Linked DNA regions of Oryctolagus cuniculus: region 1 is linked to region 2. A link is a contact called in public Micro-C data. All regions are on one chromosome and are shown on one strand. Each heading gives the region's core, a stretch centred on a gene start, on an enhancer-like site or on the middle of the called end of the contact. The rest is flanking DNA. Distances are from core to core; before and after follow the strand shown.

Region 1 (3,441 bases), core at 868-3,367, 65 kb before region 2:
GCTTGGGCCGTTGTGGCTAATTAGGGAGTGAACCAGTGGATGGAAGACCTCTATCTCTCTGCCTCTGCCTCTCTGTAAATCTGCCTTTAAAAGAAAGAAAGAAAGAAAGAAAGAAAGAAAGAAAGAAAGAAAGAAAGAAAGAAAGAAAGAAAGAAAGAAAGAAAGAAAGAAAGAAAGAAAGAAAGAAAGAAAGAAAGAAAGAGAGGGAAGGAGGGAGGGAAGGGAAGAAGGAAGGGAAGGAGGGAGGGAGCAAGGGAGGGAGGGAGGAAGGGAGGAAGGGAGGAAGAGGTAATCAGAGACTAACTAGTTAATTACCTAAGGGAGTGAGGTGGATCCCTCGGGGGTGGGTTAATTGTGGCGAGCACAGGTTATTACAGGTGAGCTGACACCTGTCTCTCTCTTGTGCTCCTACCTCCCCACTTCTACCCTCCCACCACCACCCCACCATATGATGCAGCACGAGGCGACCCTGAGAACTGTGGGTAAATAATCCTCGTAATCATAGCCCCAAGTATTCAATCATAGCAACAAGAAAGGGGCTACAGCGGTGCCCCTGCGAGCTCTGGCCCCCCCTGCACTCCAGTCTTTGGTGCTTTGCCTCCATTACACCCCAGTCCCGCACCGCCCTGGGAGACCTGCCTTCCTCCAGGCCGCCTGGTGTCCTTCCTGTGGAGCTCCGGCCGTCCCACGCTTCTTCTTTCCTGATGGACGCTGCTAGGGGGTCTCGGGGGAGGCTGGCCAGCTCCCAAATGGGTCACACCCCAAATAGGTCTCTGATTCAGCCACTCAAGAGTACCAATTCCTGAATCAACTCCTTTTCCTGCTCTGCAAATGGCTATTTTGCAAGTAAGGCTTCCAAAAGAAGTCAAGTTAGGATCGGAACACAAATCAATATAACCACAGCAAAATGGAGGGAATGAAAGGTCAATGAGGCAGAAAAACGATTCCATGAGAAAAATTTTGTAAAACTATATAACCCTGGGTAGGGGGGAATGAAAGACACAATTACCCACATCAGGAATGAGAGACGTAGAATCACCATCAATATGAAAAGGATAATAAAGGCATATTATGAATAACTTTGTGTAACAAAACCCACAACTTGGACGAGATCCACAAATTTCTTGAAAAACAGTAATCTCACTTAAGGCACAGAAATTCTGAACAGGATTAAAACAGGCTCCAAATTATCAGTGCTGTCTTACCGACAGGGGAACTGGGGGCCCCAGAGTCTCCGGCAGTGCCGGGCGGCTCCACTTGGGAAAAGCCAAGCCATGATGAGGTCGCCTTTCTGCCAGACCTCACACTCACTGAGCAAGCACACTGAAAACGGTGGATGAAGTTCTAACTGGGTGACCACCTGACCACACCTGACCACATTCATGTCAGCTGGATCTTGTTGGTGGCTCCCACATGGCTGTGGATCCGTAAAGATCGCTCAGCACCAATGGGTAGCCTCCCTGGACAAGCCTAAACGCAGACCCTTTCGGCACCCGCAGGAGCTATGTTGGGATTAAGTAAATGATTCCCATAACGGGTTTGGCACACGGTCAACATTCTCTGCCACATGGGGACAGGCTGAGACCCACAGAGCCACCAAAAGCCACTCCCGGGACATCGCGTTGCTCTCCTCTCTGCTGAGTTGCCCTTCGACAAGCAAAGAGCGGTTGAGTGATTCCATTGCCAACACTGGCACCTCGCGGTGGACAGCGGGCGCAGGTCCAAGATGACTCAGCCTTTGTTACTCCCTCTTCGGGGTCCTCCCAGACTTTTCCTGCAGTCCGCCCCGCAGTGCATTGCGGCCCCTGCTGACCCATCCCCGTCCGGTTTTGCCGGGCGCGAACCTCGCTTCTCAGGCACTCGCCGCACTCGGAGCCGGGATCCACTAGGGCGCAGCGCTGGGAGGGGGCGGCCCCGGGAGCCGGGGCGTTACGAAAGCTTAGGGAGCGGACAGCCCCTCCTCGGAGGGGAGGGACCCAGGCCAGGGGCCTTGCTCTCCAGAAGTTGCCCGGCTGGATCCCAGAACTGAGTTCCGCGCGGCTCTCCGCGCAGTACGCGCCATCGGGGATCGGCGGCCGGGTCCGCTCTCTTGCACAGGTGTCCCGAGCGCCCAGCCATGTCGTCCTGCAGCCGCGTGGCGCTGGTGACCGGCGCCAACAAGGGCGTCGGCTTCGCCATCACGCGCGACCTGTGCCGGCTCTTCTCGGGGGACGTGGTGCTCACGGCGCGGGACGAGGCGCGGGGCCGGGCCGCCGTGCAGCAGCTGCAGGCCGAGGGCCTGAGCCCGCGCTTCCACCAGCTGGACATCACGGACCTGCAGAGCATCCGCGCCCTGCGCGACTTCCTGCGCCGGGAGTACGGGGGCCTCAACGTGCTGGTCAACAACGCGGCCATCGCCTTCCAGAGTAGGTGAGGGGCTGGGAGGACGAGGGTCCCTGGGACGCCTCGAGAGTGCGGGGCAGAGAACAGCAGGCGCCCCCAACGGCCCGTTAGAGAGATCGGGGAGGGAGGCCCCTCGGGATGCGCTCAGCTCCCGCCTCTCCCGGCGGGTTTTCGCTTTCCCGTGGTTCGCAGAGCGCGGGGCGAGCCCTGGCGCGGGACACCGCGCGCCCCGCCCGCGGGCCTGTGTGGGCCTGTGCGCCGCCCTGGGCCCTCCCGGAACTGTCAGTCGCTGTTGTTTGCAAGAGAAGCGGCCTCCTGGGAGGGGCCCACGCCCTGCTCAGCTCGTGGAGGTTTTCTGTCCGTTGCGAGAATCTTCTCCGCGAGGGGGTGGCCCAGCCCCGCCTGGAGCTTTCGCTTTCGCTGGAACAAGGGCGCATTCATGGCAGGCGGGAGGCATCTGCCGCGCGCGGGCAACGAGCGCGCTAGTGCACACCAGTGCCTTTCAAACCCCGCTCAACCGCGAGATTCGCTGGGCTCCGGCAGAAGGGAAGAGAGCCTCGGGTCCCTTCTCCAGGGCGGCTGCCGTTGGGTCGCAAACATGCTTATTTCAGGGGCGAAGAAGAATCAAGGAGCTTACAGGTTGTAAGCAGTACTCGGTTAAGTAAGTTCTTGAACTCAGCCCTGTGCTGGCGGTACAAGAAATCAACGGGACCACTTCGCTTCCAGCGTGGGGAGGCCTCGGTCCGCCGCCCTGGGCACTCACCAGCGCAGCGCGGCGCGGGGCTCCCAGCGCAGCACCTGTAACTCTGCGTGCAGGCTTCCAGGGGCTTGGCGGGGCGGGGCACAGGGCGGAGCTGACACACACCCCCCCCCAAACAACCTCAGCTAGGGGATAATTACCCTCCAGGAGGGACCTGGGTGAACTGGGATCTGTCGCCCCCCAAAATATGGGCTGTGGGCCAGCAGCACCTGCGAGCCTGGACATTGGTTAGCAGTGCAGAATCTCCGGCGCCCAACGGGCTGACAAAATTTGCGTTTTCACAGAATCCCCAGGTACAC
Region 2 (3,479 bases), core at 509-3,008:
AAGAGAAAGGTCGTTCAAGACAACTGCGTATCCCCAGTGCTGTGTTTTCTGTTGGATCCTAAAGCACGAACTCACTTCAGGTGCATTCCCCGGTCTCCGAGGCATTGCTGGGACCCGCTTCTGTGCATCCTACAAGCCCACGCTCAATGACAGGGACTCTGCCCCAGCTTCCACCGGCTCACACAACGCTGCGCCTGCACATCCCCACCGAGGCGGCCCCAGCACCACCCACGCCTGTGTTGGTGACAACCGGGAGAGTCAGCTGCTCCTGGGCAGCTCGTGGTGTTCCCCTGCACCTGAAGAAACCACGTAATCACCGTGGCTGGAGGGGTGTGGCCGGAGACCCAGGGTGCCATTCTGAGCGTATGCACTGGGATTTGACAAACGCAACTGGAAGCCTGCACCCTGCTGTCTCTGGCTCTCCCGTAGACCTGCACCCAGCTGCCTCGGACTGTCCTGTAGACCAGGTGTTGGCCCTGTGTCTCCCTGCCCAGCTATGTGGCTGCTTCCGTAGGAGGCACAACCTGTCTTCCCGCCTGAGCCTGACAGCTCACTCTGTGTGCAGCAGTGTGTAGAGATCATGGGCGCTCCAGGTGCCAGCTGGAGGACCCCTGTCAGACCCGTGGCCCCTGCCTCTTCACCCCAGCTCTTTCTAGAGGTCCTGCGGTGTCCACGTCCTCGTTTACACGTGTGTCGGGGATTGTAGAGAGTGTGCTGTTACGCAGCAGAGTAAGCCACCTCTTGGGACATTGCGTCCTGTATCAGGGTTGGTTCGAATCCCAGCTGTTTTTTTTTTTTTTTTAATTATTTATTTATTTGAAAAGCAGAGGAGCAGAGAGAGAAAGAAAGAGGTTGTCCTCAAAAGTTCATAGAAAATGTACATTATCCTTTTTTGAAAGGCAGAGTGACAGAGGAAGATCTTGCATTCGCTGATTCACTCCCCAGATGCCTGCAACAGCGAGGGCTGGGCCAGACCAAAGCCAGGAGCCCAGAATTCCGTCTGATCTCCCATGGGAGTGGCAAAACCCCAAGTACCTGGGCCCTCAGCTGCTGCCTCGCGGGCACAAGAGCAGGAAGCTGTGTTGGAAGCAGAGCAGCCAGGACTTGAGGCCACACTCCAGTACGGGATTGGGTGTCCCAAGTGGCTGCATACGCTGCCGCACCCCAACACCCTCAGAGCACATCGCCTGTTCCATGTTTTCCAGGAGCTGTTTGCAGTCCCCTCAGATGACAAATGAACAGAGTCCCAATATTTATTGTAGTCTTTTAAATCTCTAAGTGTGAATCACACCAGTTGGACTGTTTTTATTTGTTTTCCTACTTGATAAATGAGGGTTCATTGGAACAGTTGCTCGAGTTGCTTAACAGGGATGACTCTTCCCTAATGTTGTGGATTCTCGCCATTGAACCACACGCTGAGCGAAGCTGCGTGAATCACTGAGCAGATGGGAGCTGTGACAGAAGAGCAAGCAGTGCCTGCGGCACCCAGAGGCTCTCGGCATCCCACGCTGGGTGCTGGTCGAAGGTCATGTGACCCCTGGCTGGGCTTGGGCAGCGCAGTCATGGAAGTGACAGTAAAAGTTTGGCTTTGTGGCTGTGTCCATTTCAGTCTGAGACGGTTTGGCAGCTCTTGGCTCCCAGAAGCACTTGGGAATGGAATGAAGATTGCGCAGAGACAGGGGTGGGGAGTGGGGGTAGAGGTCACAATGGCCAGGCTGGCAGAAATTGCAAAGGGGCGCGTTCAGTGGAGGCCAGCGGACTCAGCAGTGACTCACGAACCTGACGTGGGCAGACGGTCCCTGCAGTGCTTGTTAGCTAGCCGGGAGGGATGGACGTTTTGGCCAGTGTTAAGCCATGTCATTCACCCTGACTTCCTAACCCTTCGAGGCCTGCCAAGTCTCTTCTGGCCAACACTGGCCAGAAACCCTTTTATGCAGTGCCCATGAGACAGCCACATGGCTGTGTTTTGCTGTAAGTAACAAGAATAGCAGGAGGAAAACACTCAACTTTTAAATGAGGTAAGGGGAAGTGAATGTTGTAAATGGGTTTTGAGAAACCAAGGACTGGCTCACTGGAAATTTCCACTTAAATCAGTGCTTCCGGGGTGGGTGTTTGGCTCTGTATTTTTTTCTTAAGATTTATTTATTTATTTGAAAGGCAGAGTTACAGAGAGACAAAGGCAGAGAGAGAATCCATCTGCTGATTCACTCCCCAGAGCGCCACAACGTCCGGAGCTGGGCCAATCCAAAGCCAGGAGCCAGGAGCTTCTTCTAGGCCTCCCACACAGGTGCAGGGGCCCAAGGACTTAGGCCGTTTTCCGCTGTTTTCCCAGGCACGTTAGCAGGGAGCTGGATTGGAAATGGAACAACCAGAACTCAAACTGACACCCATATGGGATGCTGGCACTGCAGGCAGCGGCTTTACCCACTACACCACAGCACTGGCCCCAAAGGCATTGCATTTTAGATGCTACCTAGGACAGCCCGCGTTCCCTGTTGGAGTGTGTGGGTTTGAGTCCTGCCTCTGCTTCTGACTCCAGCTTCCTACTAATGTGTACCTTGGGAGGCAGCAGGCGATGACTCGGGGTTCCTGCCACTCATATGGGAGACCCAGATGAAGTTCCGGCCTCCTGGCTTCAGCCTGGTCCAGCCACAGCTATTACGGGCATCTAGGGGAATGAACGTTAATGATGGGACCCTTCTGTGTGCATAGGTGCGTGTGTGTCTGTCTGTCTCTCTCACTCTGTCTCTCCGCCTTTGAAACAAATGAAAATGCAAATTTAAAGCCATGGTTCTCCCCAGGGGTGATGTTGCCCTGGGCTGCTTGGCAGTATCTGGAGACGTTTGTAGTTGGTGCAGCTGGGGGCTAGGGTCAGAGGCTAGGGTGCGAGCAGCTGACCCCATGACAAAGACGTAGCCACCCTGAATGTCGCAGCGTCAGGACAGAGGAGCCCCGATTGAAGTAGTTGGAAACATCATGGCCGCATCCCCAGGTGCCTCTGCGCTGCACAAGGCTTCCACGGTGATGTTCTCAGAGCTGTCTGCTCAGCTTCTAACCAATCAATAGCTCCCGCCACCAAACCGCCCTGCGCGCCTCCCGAAACGTTTGGCGGTCAACCCTTCTGTTGTTTTTATCTTCCTAAACAATCGGAGCAGACATCGTTTCTTATGAATATTTTATGAGACAGAAAGCTTCAGGCTCGGGACGGGTGTTCAGGCCGCTGCTTGGTAGACCTGCATCCCATACCAGTGTGCTGGTTCCCGGCTGTGCTGCTTCTGATCCAGCTCCCTGCCAGTGCACCTGGGAAGCATCAGCTGATGGCCCAAGTGCTTGAGTTCCTGCCGCCCACACGGAAGATCCAGATGGAGCTCGTGGCTCCTGGCTTCCGCCTGGCCCGACCCCAGCTATCGTAGCCAGATCTCTTTCTCCCATTCTCTCTCCCTCTGTCACTCTGCCTTTCAAATACATAAATCCATGTT

The links. Hi-C and Micro-C count contacts between places; a contact is called where the count stands out from the background.
Region 1: a Micro-C map of ear pinna shows a contact between it and region 2, with 3 times the contacts expected there. The contact joins the promoter of LOC100345975 here to the enhancer-like site in region 2. A contact is called at or near these places in 4 of 6 Hi-C or Micro-C datasets (ear pinna, psoas muscle, skin fibroblasts and 1 more).

What each region holds. Positions count from the first base shown.
Region 1 is chr4:8,712,259-8,715,699 of mOryCun1.1, reverse strand. LOC100345975 (carbonyl reductase [NADPH] 3) reads left to right here and starts at 2,117. Exons shown (of 3, transcript XM_002721255.5): 1 at 2,117-2,405. The coding sequence starts at 2,117. It overlaps LOC138849230 (a long non-coding RNA gene), which reads right to left. Exons shown (of 2, transcript XR_011387690.1): 2 at 2,796-3,441.
Region 2 is chr4:8,647,075-8,650,553 of mOryCun1.1, reverse strand. All of the region lies in intron 4 of DOP1B (DOP1 leucine zipper like protein B), which reads left to right. Among named protein-coding and RNA genes, the nearest start is that of DOP1B, 49 kb to the left of the region's middle. Within about 2 kb of position 1,758, at least 5 of the 8 cell types and tissues checked have an H3K27ac peak or open chromatin away from gene starts, as enhancers often do. A contact at or near this core is called in ear pinna, where this site is marked.